2 separate regions of the Zea mays genome follow, and region 2 is linked to region 1. Evidence: chromatin contacts called from public Hi-C data. All regions are on one chromosome and are shown on one strand. The core of a region is the stretch at or near the end of the contact, and the rest is flanking DNA. Distances in the headings are between cores, read along the strand shown. Region 1 has its middle 54 kb from the start of LOC100193004. Region 2 has its middle 74 kb from the start of LOC118476926.

What was found. A called contact is a pair of places that touch in the nucleus more often than the background predicts.
Region 2: a contact with region 1 is called in a Hi-C map of endosperm, with 8 times the contacts expected there. The contact joins two enhancer-like sites. A contact is called at or near these places in 3 of 25 Hi-C or Micro-C datasets (ear, endosperm and leaf).

What each region holds. Positions count from the first base shown.
Region 1 is chr4:90,743,504-90,750,737 of Zm-B73-REFERENCE-NAM-5.0, reverse strand. No RefSeq gene overlaps it. Among protein-coding and RNA genes, the nearest start is that of LOC100193004, 54 kb to the right of the region's middle. Within about 2 kb of position 3,302, at least 20 of the 20 cell types and tissues checked have an H3K27ac peak or open chromatin away from gene starts, as enhancers often do. A contact at or near this core is called in endosperm, where this site is marked.
Region 2 is chr4:91,004,990-91,012,223 of Zm-B73-REFERENCE-NAM-5.0, reverse strand. No RefSeq gene overlaps it. Among protein-coding and RNA genes, the nearest start is that of LOC118476926, 74 kb to the left of the region's middle. Within about 2 kb of position 2,508, at least 2 of the 20 cell types and tissues checked have an H3K27ac peak or open chromatin away from gene starts, as enhancers often do. A contact at or near this core is called in endosperm, where this site is marked.

The sequences.
Region 1 (7,234 bases), core at 2,053-4,552:
TGCAAAAGCATTTAGCATTCGGCTCCAGCCCTTGGCTTCTCATGGCCCAAATAAAAACTCCCACTATAATCAAATCTTCGGGAGTAAGTTGATGAAGGTATATCTCAAATGTCTTCAATACTTCAACTAGCATCTTGTGCAATGGAAAACGAAGTCCAGCTTTCATAAAGCTTTTAAATACCACCACCTCGTCTGTTTCAGGAAGTGGAATAGTGTTCTCTCCTCCAGCCCTCACTATGGATATGTCGTGGAAGTATTTTCCCTTCATTGCTTCAATTTTCCCTTGCTTAATAGTTGATTTCCCGAAGACAACATGGCTTGGCCTCCAAGGCCAATCTTCGGCATCTTCATTACCACTCACTACATCGAAACTATCACTGGAATCCCCAGATAGCCCAGCCAACATTTCGTCAGTTATCTTTTCCACGTTGGTTTTTTCCATAGCTTCGTAAAAACCAGCAAGTGTGGGATCTGCAGTCTCCTTGTCTTTGGCCATTCCGATGGTGGCCGCAACAAAAGCCGAAGCTCAAAAGAACAATTGCGCTCGCAAAAGATGAAAGCTAAAATGGCAATCACAGCACAAAGAGCTAGATAGCACGAAAAATATTTGTGGTGCAAGCCTTTGTATATATAAACAAAACACCACTGAGCGGTGGGACCCACGATTCAGAACGATTCACTATTCTAGCGAAGGGAAGGTGTTTTTTTGGACCTTCGGCTAAAGGCCTTCATTCGTATCGCAGTCTGAATTTGTTACGAGGAAACAAACTAATACTGCGAGGGGCTACTGTTCGGGGCCTTCCTCTTCCGAAGGTCCTCAAAAACACGACTAACCATTTGTTTCTAGCATAATGTTGATTATTACAGGAGATTTGTCTAGAACAAAGGTTCATGATGGGAGTTTTCTCTTCCGTCGAAGGTCTTCAAGACAAAGACATAACCCGGAAATGACAGCAATGAACGCCGAAGCTATCGCCAAAGATTAATAGCTTCGACTTGAAGTAATGTCGAAGATCAAGCATGTTGCTAAGCCAAAGAGATAAAGACTAGCTAGTCCCTAATGATTTATGTTACAATTATGAACAACTGTTAAGGTCATAAATGTATTTTTACCCGGGCTGCATCCGATGCCTATAAATAGATGAATAGTACCACCATATTGTTCACGCTGAATTGTAATCGCTCTCGCATCAACACCTTCAAGCAAGCCAAAGGTATCAATGTAACATGAATTTTATCCATATGTTTATCATGAAATAAATATATGGATGAATGTCATACATAATATCTTTGTAAACTCTCATTCTTGCTGACAATGAAGGTATATCCTTCGTAACCTTCGTCTGAAGACCATTATATCCGAAGGGAGATAATGTTTCAGAGGATGAAAGTCCCTAATGTTTAACAATTTTATTGCCTTGTTCTTGATTCACAGCATTTCAGAACAAGTGACAAACAGATCGACATAAATTAAAAGCATCCGAGATTTTGATATATCTCATAAAACCTATCCTACCCACATCTATCTACATGTCCATAAACTCATAAGGTAACTCCAAGATTGAAGACCAAAGATGATCAACCTCATCAAGGAAGGATAAGCACCAACTAAAGTCTTCAAAGATCAAGCTGGATCACGAGATGAGTCAACATCCACTATGCATGATGGAGTCTTCCATTGCCAAAATCTTTCTTTCTTACACTTATCTTGATCTTTCTTACCCCAACTTTCTTACCAATAGCTAAAACATGATTATCAGGTACCCATGATATCCTAGTCACCTACTAGTTAGTCTTAAAAAACACTTTATGGTTTGGTACCAATTGAAAACTAGAAGCGAAATACAAACAAAACCTTCTATATCCCTTTTCTTAGTAATATCGAGGACGAGATTATTTTTAAGGGGGTAGAATTTGTAACACTCAAAATCACATTTTGACGATTTAAAGAATTCTCCAAAAAGATTTGAGATAAAATTCTTCTAAATAGTAATTATAATTCTTTATAAAGTATATTCCCCTAAAGCAAATAAATAGTGCTATTAAAAGTTGTGTAGTTCAAAACTTAGATTTAAACCTTGAAACCAAAAGAGGAAGTTGAAATCAATAATTAGAAGAAATATTTTTATTATTATTCCCTTTGTAAACTATATAACTCTTTAAAAGTAATTTTAAGTAGAATGGTTCCTAGTAAAGATTATATTTTATTTTCCCCTAAATAAGTGAAATAAAGGATACTCATTTTTATTAACTTAAAATTTGATCACATATTCAAAAGTAATATTTTTCCTAAAATGAAATGAATGTGTGCATCACACTTTTGAGCCTTTAACTAAACAAGGGAATAAAATAATTAATATAAATATATAAGTTTATAAAAATATATATTTTACATTCATGCTGATATTTTGGATGTTGCATTTAGAATAGAATTTGAAACTCATTTGAATTTGAAATTGGAATGTGGAAATTAAAATAGAAAAGGAAAAAGAAAAAAATAAAAGCCTAGCTGGGCCTGCTACCTCACTTTCGGCCCAACCTCACCTTACTTCCGGTCGGCCCAATGCTACACAGCTAGCATGCAGGCCCGCTCGGCCAGACTCCATGATTCACCCGCGCGCCAGCCTCACAGACCGTGCCGTCCGGGGCGCATGTGCACTGGGTTCCTGACATATGGTTCCAACCTGTCAGCTTAACCAAAGTCGTGCGCCGAATGACGTGGGAGACGTTGGTACTGTTTTTTCTGCTTAACAGATGCGCGTGCGGACCGCGCCTAGCCGTTCGCCTACTGATCTCACTGCGTCACTGCCATGTGGGCCCAACGCGTCGGTCGTCTCCTTCAAGTCTGAATCGAAGACAGCTCTGGGTTGTTGTGAAACAGCCACCAGAGTTCACGGGATCCCGATCCGGTTCGACACCAATCGGCCTCTCCTTGGATACGGAATATAAAACTGCCCCTCCATAATCTCCTCGTCCCTGGAATCTAACCATTGTAGCGACCCAAGCGAAGAACACGCGGGAAGGCGAGAGCATCCGGTAGAGAGAGATAGAAAGTGCCGCTGCTAGAGAATCAAGAGTGCGGCGGTGATGTGTCCTTGGTGGGTAGTCGGGGCGAGTCGCCAAATCACGCTGCATCGATCCGTGGCATCACTGAGCCGGTGGGAGCCTCGCCGTCGTCGAAATCGCTCGTCGCCGCGTACACGGCCGCCGTGAGGGCAGATCGCCGCCGTACCCTGGTGTGCGGTGGGGAAGAATTCCTTTGGCCGTTGATCCACTAACGAACGATCGAGATTAGACAGAGAATACCTTTTTGTTTATTGGATCGGGACCGTTGGATCGGATCGAATGGCTGGTGTCCTGATCGGCTGTGGTCCGTTAGATCTAGATCCAAGGGTTCGCGAACGCGTACCGGTTCACTTAAGAGAGGATCTAATCTGTTCCATCGATTTTGGATCCAACGGCTGATCTTCGCCGATACACTTTCGGCCAGGTAACAATTGCATAAGAACCCCTGCTCTTTATATGAATGAACCCGCGACCCACACTATGTATAAAGTAGTTTAATCCAAGCCCTCGGGTTTTTACAGAACATACCCCAAGCTTCTGGTAAATAGTGTCCGCAGCCCAAGGCTTAAAGAAAATGAGTGAAATTAATAAAGAAAAGGATTTTTAGTATAAAAATAATTCTAGAAACTTGTTTAATTCATATTTAATTCATTTTAACTCCTTTTTGATCTATTCCAATTGCATTAGTCTCATATTAATGTTGTTTATCATCTAGTAACCTTGTATTACCATGAAACCTTTGGTTAAAATCTTGTACCTTATTTGTTTTATAATAAACACTTAAAACCTTCGGAAAATCATAACTTTATAACCGTTACTCCGAATTTAGTGATTCTCGAACCTAGGATCTCGTTACAATGCGTAGAACATTATTATGCAGTTTGTTCTTATGTTTGGTGTAATTTTAATTTTGTTTATGCCATGTTTGTTTGTATTTCTACGACTAGCAGCGAGGTTACGAGTCATCTAAAGACCAACTTGGTACCTAGGAATCTCGAGTCCAAGGCAAGTTGTGCCCTTGATCACTTTTCTCTTTACCCAATAACGTTCCTGTTAATCACTGTGACATGCTCTGGTTAATTTGATGGAACCTAATAGGATTCCCTAGCTATTGGGAGCCTTCGTCCCCCGAAGGTCCTCAAAAATGTGATTTAACAAAATCTTCCAAGTGTGACATATGAATAGGTACTTTCGGACTCGGGCTAAAAGCATGATCGTGACGAAGGTCGGAGTAGTTCCGAAGCTACGCGTAGGGGAGCTTCGGCTAAATGGCGGAAAAAGGAACTGACTTAAAGGGCAAAAGGCTATCTGGTCCTCATAGAGTTGTCCATAAGTCAATAATAAATGTAAAGGGCATGAATGTAATTTCTCACAGGCTACGTCTTGTGCCTATAAATAGATGAACAGTGCCCTCGTACTGTTCACGCTGACTGGTATTCGCTTTTGTGTCACGCTTGTACTTTTACCTTCTATCAAGCCGAAGGTATCTTTTGTAATTCAATATTGTTTCTGTCTTTCCAAAATAATATAATGAGAATGGATTAATAATGTTATATGGTTGTTTATGTTGCCTCTTATATTTTATATACTTCTACTTATATTAACATATATCGCATTGATAAAGGTATATCCTTCATAACCTTCGTCTAAAGATCATTATATCCTAAGGGAAATAATGCTTCGAAGGACGAAGGACATTAACATTTAACATTGGGTGTTGCCTTGTTCTTAACTCATAGTATTTGAGAACAAGTCCCCAACATTGGCGCCCACCTCCGGTGAACACTTTCGACCACCTTCGGCAAGCACTGACCTTCATCATGCCGCCGAAGAAAGCTTCAGCGCCAGGGACTGTTGCACTGCAGCCGCTGGACCCAAACCAGGAAACTCTTTCTCTTTGAGAGGCTCGAAGCCAGAAGAGGAAAGCCACCAGTCCAATACTCCAGGAGGAGGAGTTGGACCAAGAGATCAGGGACATGGAAATAATCCATCAGCATGTACAAAGGAAGATGGAGAAGATGGCGCGGCTGGCTGATCTTCAAAGGAAGATCGACGAAGCTACTGAAGAAGTGCGTCATCTTGCTCAAGATGAACAAGATCGAAGGCCCCAACACAGGGAGCTTCGTCAAGAAGGCTTATTCAACGAAGATGGATGCTATGATGATTTTAACCATGATACCTTTACTTTTGATGATGCTTCTCCCTTGGCAGCAGAACTGCAGGCTACCCCATGGCCCCCGTCATACAAGGCACCTCAGCTTCCCATGTATGATGGGCACTCAGATCCAAAGCAGTTTCTGATGAGCTACGAAGCAACTATATCTTCGTATGGAGACAATACTGCAGTTATAGCGAAGTCCTTCGTCATGGCAGTCCGAAATGTAGCCCAAACATGGTATTCTTTTCTTCGGCCAGGGACTATCACGTCGTGGCAGAAGCTTAAGGACATGTTAGTTACCAGCTTCCAAGGCTTTCAAACTAAGCCGGACACAACTCAGTCTCTATTCCAATGCACGCAAGACCATGAAGAATACCTTCAGGCATATGTACGAAGGTTCTTGCGACTGAGGGCACAAGCACCTACAATGCTCAATGAAATTGTCATCGAAGCCATGATCAAGGGTCTTAGGCCAGGACCTACTGCTCAATACTTCACCAGGAAGCCCCCACAAACTCTGGAGAAGCTGCTTCAAAAGATGGATGAGTACATCCAGGCTGACAATGACTTCCGCCAAAGAAGGGAGGAAGCTTACAGATTCTCGGAAATGACCAGGGGCTTCGGAGGAAGAATACACCTGAGGCATGTTAGGTCAATCCATAATTCCACTCAGAGTGACGACAAAGGAAGTCAGCCTCAGAGGTCGCAATACACCTCACAATCTTCGGGGCAACAACAAAGCTCTTTCAGGCCACCAGCTCCAAGGGGCAAAGGTGCCAGGGGCTTCGGGGGAAGATTTGGGGATCATTCTAGAAAGATCTACTGCTTATTCTGTGGTGAGGATAAGGGCCATACTACAAGAATGTGCCAAATCACCATTCAGAAGCAAAAGGAGATAGCTGAAGCCGAAGCTCGGCAGAACCAGCCAAAGCAGGTCTTGCACATTGCTTCGTGCCACTCTCCCTACATACGAGAGTATGTGGGAAATCATCCCACAGCTTCTGCTGCTTCGGCTAGCCACTCACAGGCTTCCTGGCCACAACTCCCACCCCCACCACCGCTACAGCCGACCTATTCTCGAAGCCAGCCAGAAGGGCGCCAGTATTCTCAGCAGCAACGTGAAGTCAGGGAGGAATCCGAAGCTCACATGGTCAACAGTACTGTGCCAGAATCAAAGCACATTTATTGAGCGATATCCTACCTCTGAAGTACTTTTATGTTCTATGCCATTTTGTATTTCAATAAGGAACAAACAATGCAGAACTAGTTTTAATTTCTTGTAGTAGTTTCACTTTTATTAGAATGAAATATATCTTCAAATATTTACGAAGCTCAAAAATTGCTGAAGCTCAAAAGTCGTTCCTAAGGGAATGCAGAGCTAAAAATCGCAGCCAAAGTTTCGCCGAAGCTACAAAACGCTGTTCCTAAAGGAGCACAGCGTAAGTTTTGCCGAAGCTACAAAAAGTCGTTCCTAAGGGAGCGCAGTGTAAGTTTTCTGCTCAAAAGCGTTCCTAATGGAATGCAGAGCCTAATACCGCTGAAATATAAGGCGAAGAAGTTCAAAAGACGTTCCTAAGGGGATGCAAAACTTATACCGCCGAAATAGAAGGCGAAAAAGTTCAAAAGACGTTCCTAAAGGAATGCAGAACTTACACCGAAAAATAAGCGGTGAAGCCGAAAAATAAACGGCAAAGAGATTTCGATCGTTCCTAAGGGGACGCAGAGATTGTGTGTTTCAATGTGGGCATGTGGGTGTGAGTCTTCGGCATTGGCATCATTCTTCGCATCATATCATCACATCATCTCGCATAGCATCACATCATACATCATATCGCACCTATGACACGAATTGACTACGAAGTCGATCTTTGGAGAATGCTCTGTAAAAATGAAAATATACCAAGGCACAAAGTCGAAAAATACAGCTTCGTCAGCTCTGTTGCAAAAGAAGGATTCCTTGTTTATGAAGCAGGGATGTTTTTATGAAGGTTGGAAATTTCTACGAAGCAT
Region 2 (7,234 bases), core at 1,259-3,758, 260 kb before region 1:
CTCGCCTCTACAAACTAGACTTGCTCAAAATCTACCTCACCCGATTCCCATGTTTCGTTCGGTCCCCTGCTCGCCGCTGTGGCACCGCCGCAGCACCACGAAACGCCGCGGCCATCCCTGTCTTGTCGCCTATCACCGGTAAAAGATCCTCCTTGGGATTCTCCTAGACAGATTCAACGTGTAGAACATGGGAATCGGGGGTTAGTGCGGGGATGCGCGTGGCGATAGTATCTCCGTTGGGCTTGCCGCCGTGGGGGCGGGCGCGCCGCCACGCTGCTCGGTCGGGCGGAGGATGACACCTTGCTGCCATTGGATCAGAATGCAGCGGTCCAGATTAGACTGGGCCGATCCCCCTTTCGACCTTTTACCGCAGGTCGTTGGATCCTAGTCAACGGTGAAGATTTGAACGACTAGATACCGGTTCGGGGAATTGATTGGAACCATTGAGAAAAGATCAAGTGGGTAGGATTGAAGATAAAGAACTCCCTCCACCGATGCGATCCTAGCCTCTATTTTAAATAGGACGGTTCTGGTTCCTTCGGTTAGAGTGTCAACCTGATCTAATCCTGGCCGCCCAGATCAGACCGTGCGGCTATGATACACCGATACCCCTTCAGCCGGGTTTCCTTGCATAAGAGCCCCTGCCCTTTTCACAAATCAACCCTCCATCCTAGTTTAGTGAAGAAGGATTTAAATGAAGCCCCTAGAATTTGCAGTTTGACCCGAGCATTTAGAAATTAGTAACCGCAGTCCATAAATCTCAGAAATTCATAAAATAAATATAGAAAATACTTTTAACATATAAATAATTCCCTAAAAAACTTTGGAAATCTGTATCTTCTATGTTTTAACTCCGATTTGATCTGTTCCAGTTGCGTTAGCTTCCTAAAAATATTTTCTATGTAGTAGCAATATCATGTGTACCATATTCCATAGATTTATAATTAGAAAAGTGTTCAATCTATATTTAGTAGATTAACTTTACTAATCTAGGTTAAGCTCTCTATAAATATAATCTGAGTAAAAAGTAATCCCTAATCAAGTTATAATCTAGATTAAAGTTGGATTAGTTATTTGGAATATATTTTCTCATATATTGTATATTAATCAATTTATAATATAGTAGATCTTTGGAAAATCATATCTTTTCAACCGTAGATTATTATTATGCATCTTTTCAACCGTTCTCGAACCCATGATCTTGTTACGATGCGTAGTTTAATTGGGTAACACTACGAGGCCTTTATAAAGTTCCACTAGCTTCCGAAAACCCGCTACAGTTTCTAGGAAGCTCCAATGAAGGGACCCCTCGTCTGACCGCCATCGCGGCAAAATCAACCCAAGGGCCTCCCTACACTGACCACTCCCCTACTGCCCTTGCCCCTTTCGGGTAAGGTAGTCCTCCACTAGCTTTCCTAATTAGTCAGCCAAGGGCATCCCATACCACCCTTGTGGTAGCACTGTTTTCCTGGGTTGTTCTCCATGTTCCAATTAACATAATGACCTTATCATGAACAGTAAATAACAACTGATAATAAAAGTATAATCATGAATAATGTGTATCTCTATACCCAAAACCACATAAAGCAATAGAAGGTACTACCCAAAAATTCAGTGGTAAACAAGGTATAAAGATAGTAAAACTAGGGTAACCTATTAGGTCCCATCAAAATTAATCTATGCAGATCATTATGATTAATCAGAACATGACTGTGTTAAAAGAATTGATCAAGGGCACAACTTGACTGGGACTTGAGATTCTAGGTACCAACTTGCTCTTCAGATGACACGTGTCCTCACTACTAAACGTAGCAATATAGACAAACATGGTATATGCAAAATTAACCTCACACCAAACAGTAGAACAGAATGCATAATAATATTCTACGCTGCGTAACGAGATCGTAGGAACAAGAATTACTAAATTCGTAGTTACGGTTACCAAGTTATGAATTTCTGAAGTTATTAAGCACCTAGAATAGATTAATTCAAAGGAACATTTTTAATTCATGTTTCATGGCTAAACAGAGGCACTAGATGATAGATAATATTAAAACAAACTTATTGCAACTGGAATGGATCAATTTGAAGCTAAAATGAATTAAATATGATTTATGCCAGTTTCTGGAATTATTTGTGTATTGAAAATCAATTCCTAAATTTATTTATCTAATTTTCCTTGAGCTCTGGACTGGGCGTCATAGCAGAGAAACACAGGGGCTAACACATAAATTTCCTAAGACTCAGTGAGCAGTTACGGTGGACGGCGGGTTAGTTTCTAGTAAGCGCAGGGGCTTATTTGTGAAATGGCCGAGTGAAGGGGTATGGTTCTTTCTGAGCCGTGTGATTTCATATGGAGGGCTCAGATTAAATATATCTTCAACCCGAACGGTACGCAATCACCACCGTTGGATCTAGGATCGGCGCTCGGGAGTTACTATATACTTGATCTAATCCTGAGCATTCCCTTTCCAAGCAACGACACCTATTCAACCAACGAAGGGGTAACCAGGATCTAATCTACGCCATCCAACTTGGATCCGACGCTCGTGGTTCATCTTCTTCCCTCTACCCAGTCCGACGGTGGCGCGTTGGTGCTGCGGCGGCGCGCCAGTCAGAGTTGGCCAAAACTGCTACAGAGGGCCACACCACCCAACCTGATTGGTGCAAAACAATGTGGAGGCGATCGCGAGACAGAAGGTGGGCTTACCTCCAAGGATTATGGCGTTCGGAGTCCTGCCCACGGTGTGGCGCGAAACACCGCCCCCTCCCCAAGTCCGATGAGAAATTGTCTAGGTTCTGGCCACCGAGTTGGCTGGTTGACATTGTGAACCCCTTCCGTGTGTCCCAGAAAGAGTCCATGGATGGCTAACAAAGCTTCAATGCCGATAGACAAGTAGGTCCACGGCGGCGACAATCCTTTCTTTCTCCTCGGCGACGGTCTCTCGGTTCCCTTGCCAGTTGATGGTTTCCTCTCGAAACGGAGTTTGCAAGCGAGGTAGAGCGCACAGATTTATATGCCCGAGTTGCGGCCGATGCACGTGGTAGTTGTGATGGGCCAAGATTCCCGCCGGCGGCGCGTCAAATCCGTTGCGATACCCTTGCAGCGGAGGGGATGGTTCTGTCGTTGGGGCCCCACATGTCATTGGCTCGGCGGGGAGATATAGCTGACCAGTGGGTCACGCGCCAGAAGAACGAAGCGCACATGGGGTTAGGGTGAGGCTAGAGTGTGGGCCCCATAGGCAGAGGGACGAGCGAGAATGCGACTTACGCACGAGTCCCACACGTCATTCTCAAGCGTGTGTGGTGATTGAGAAGCTAGCCTCGGGGGCCCACCTGTCGGCGCAGTGGGGAGTTAGCTGGGCTGGCTACGCGAGTGAGATGGGCCGAGGGGTGTGGATTCGGCCCACGAGGCTGATAGGTTTGATCTTCTCTTTTTATTTCAGAGTTCTTCCTCCAAATTTAATTCAAATTCAAAATTCCTATTTCAAATGTCCCAAGTGTCAGAATTAATGCTAATATAAATATGAACCCTACTATTTTCAATATTATTATTTATTATTTTCCTTATTATTTATTTATGGGAGGAATAAATGGTTTTATTAAAATTCCCTCTCTCATTTTCTTAATTCCTTTTCTATTTTTAAATTCTATTTTTTTCAAACTTAAACTTGTCTCATACATTTGAATACAAATGCAACATACAAGAAAACTTTAGCATGAGATGCCTATTCCTATATTTATTTATTTGTTATTTGACTGCTTTATTTCTCTTAAGTGTGTATGCACAAATAAAAGGGAAAACACATAATTCCCAAAACACTTTTATGTAAATCCATGTATTTATTTATTTTATTATTATTATTTTTATCTTATACAAATTTTAGGGCTTTACAAATCCTACCCCCTTTAACAGAAATCTCGCCCTCGAGATTTGTAAGAAAAGGGATACATAAGGATTGATTTGTATCTAGTTTTCAATTGCTTTTAGGTGACTAGGATAACATAGGTAGCTTATAATCATGTTTTAACTATTGGTAAGAAAGTTGGGGTGAGAAAGATCAAGATAAGTACAAGAAAGAAAGATTTTGGCAAGGGAAGACTCCATCATGCATAGAGGGTCTTGATTCATCTGATGGTCCAGCTTGGTCTTTGAAGACTTGAGTTGGTGCTTATCCTTCCTTATCGATATTTTCTTCTCCGGTCTTGGTCTCATTTATTCGAGGTTAGTGTATATCATCGAAGTTAGCGGAGTACGATTAAGATAGATATGGGTGAGATAGACTACAAGATGAATCAAAAGTTTGTTTGGTGTTAGGTGGGGACATACATATTATGCAATCCATCATGACTCTATTGGTTGGGATAGCTCTTGTACTCACGGTTTGAGTTGGCTTAATGCACTAGTTTAGGTTTAAGTGCATGATGGAGAACTAGCTTTATTGGAGTAGGATCTAGTTTATTTCACTAGTGTTAACTTGTCAAGTGACTCACATTGGATTGAATAAGATCTAGATTAGTATAAGTTGAGTGTATTATGTCAAATCTTAGTTGGGTGACTTTGTTTTAAGTCGGAGTTGGAAAAACAATGATGTATATAATTGGTAATATGTAGGTCAAGCTGGTAGATTAGATTGGATATAACTAGATTAGACTAGTTTAAGTTAGACAGATCTACCAGGGTAGGATATATATTATTAATATATGTTAGAATCTTTTGAGGTGGAATGGATTATATGGTGCAGGTAGGTCAGAGTCTCTGTTAGATTAAAATAGAGGGGTTATGCAACTATCGAATGATTAAGGTAGTTGCATCTGGTCGAGTTGGTTGGTCATTCTTAACTTAGTGCAGAGTGAATTAAGTTAAAATATATTTTATAGAAGTAGAGTCTAATCCATTTTATCAGTATTAACTTTCCTGTTAAGCAATTTAAATTAGATTAGCTCAACTTAAGGTTAGCCTTTGTTAGGTTAGATTAATCTGTCACATTAGATCATATCTAAGTTATATTTATGTGACTAGATTAGACTAGCTAAGATCTCATTATTTTGGATTAGATCCTAGTTGTTACTTTAGGATGAGATAAGTAAAGTTGTTAGGATAAGACGAATCTTTCAAGATAAGATGAATCTATTAAGATAAGACAGAGTCTTTTAAGATAAGATGGATTTATTAAGCTAGATATATTTTAATTAGGATAAGTTAGGATCTTTTGAGATAAGATGGATCTATGAGTGTAGGATAGAATCTTTTAAGATGAGATGGATTTTGTTAGGCTAGATACTTTAATGAGGGATAATCTAGTTTGTCTAGTTATTTTTATAAGCATTTTTTCTATATGTATATGCAGATGTAATTGTGGACATTACTCCACAACCCATCACACACAATCAAAGATCCAAATCAGGAAAATATCATAAGAACAAACATTCAAGTGCATAGATACCTATATAAAAAAATAGTTTTGGTTTTTGTTCCTAAGAGTAGGTGTCCTGTTCCTAAAGGTCACTTTAGGTACAGGATTTTAAAGTGTGAAATTCGCATTTGTATTCAGAAAGAAAAGGTAAGAATAATCAGTAAATCAACAGTGGATGAGAAAAGATTAAGGAAAGTTTATAAAAGGATTAGAGTAGCAAAGGTAAGTAAATAAGGGTTGTCCAGTTCTATCTAGGTTTTGTCCTAAAGTCAACATTCCTCTGATACCACTTCTGTCACACCCGGGTTTTAGGGGTCCAAAACTCGAGCGTGAAATAATCACTAGGTGTGCTGGGACCAAGTCTCACACATATAATGGATAGTGGTACAGAAACGAATGTCACATCTTTACTATATAATAGGGGTTCTGTACAAAATAAATAAATATTTACATCATATGAAGACACGATCCAGCAACCCAAAGTTGACTGGGAGACGACGGCCCAGACCTCTCATGAACTCTTCACAGCATCCTCCATGCGCCTCATCCTGCAGTACCTGTTCTTGACCTGTGGGGGGATGTGAGACAGCAAGAGTGAGCTCACATGCGTTCATCACTCAACAGGTTGTGGGGAATAATGTGCATGAACTCGCCAAAGGTGGGAGCTCACGTGAGGTGTAAGGCTTACCAAAGAGGATGGTTGAAGCTGGGCATCGCTTTTAAAGTTGATCAAAATTTTATTAGCAATTACTAAGTATATGTAAATACCAACCCAATTAAGTAGTAGAACAAAAGTAATAACAACACCCTTAATGCAATGCATATGATAAATTGAATTTAATTCAATAAATTAATCATGTGAGTGTCCGAGCTGCTCATGACCGTGAGCACGGCTGATATACCAGTTTTACACTCTATAGAGGTTGCACATCTTTACCCACATGTCATGTTACCTATCTGCCAAGAGAAGGTCAATCCCATACACCTCTACCAAGGAGGCGAGGCTGGGTAACACTACGAGGCCTTTACAAAGTTCCACTAGCTTCAGAAAACCCACTACAGTTTATAGGAAGCTCCAATGCAGGGACCCCTCGCCTGACCGCCATCGCAGCAAAATCAACCCAAGGGTCTCCCTACACTGACCACTCCCCTACTGCCTTTGCCCCTTTCAGGTAAGGTAGTCCTCCACTAGCTTTCCTAATTAGTCAGCCAAGGGCGTCCCATACCACCCTTGTGGTAGCACTATTTTTTCGGGTGGTTCTCCATGTTCCAATTAACATAATGACCTTATCATGAATAGTAAATAACAACTGATAATAAAAGTATAATCATGAATAATGTGTATCTCTATACCCAAAACCACAAAAAGCAATAGTAGAAACTACCGAAAAAATCAGAGATAAACAAGGTATAAAGATAGACAAACTAGGGTAACCTATTGGGTCCCATCAAAATTAACCTATGTAGATCATTATGACTAATCAAAACAAGATTGGGTAAAAAGAAGTGATCAAGGGCACAACTTGCCTCGGACTTGAGATTCCAGGTACCAACTTGCGATTTAGATGACACGTGTCCTCACTGCTAAACGTAGCAATAGAGACAAACATGGTATAGGCAAAATTAACATCACACCAAATAGTAGAACAAACGCATAATAATATTCTACGCTGCGTAACGAGATCGTAGGAGCAAGAATTACTAAATTCGGAGTTACGGTTACCAAGTTATGAATTTCTGAAGTTATTAAGCACCTAGAATAGATTAATTCAAAGGAACATTTTTACTTCAAGTTTCATGGCTAAACAGGCAGATAA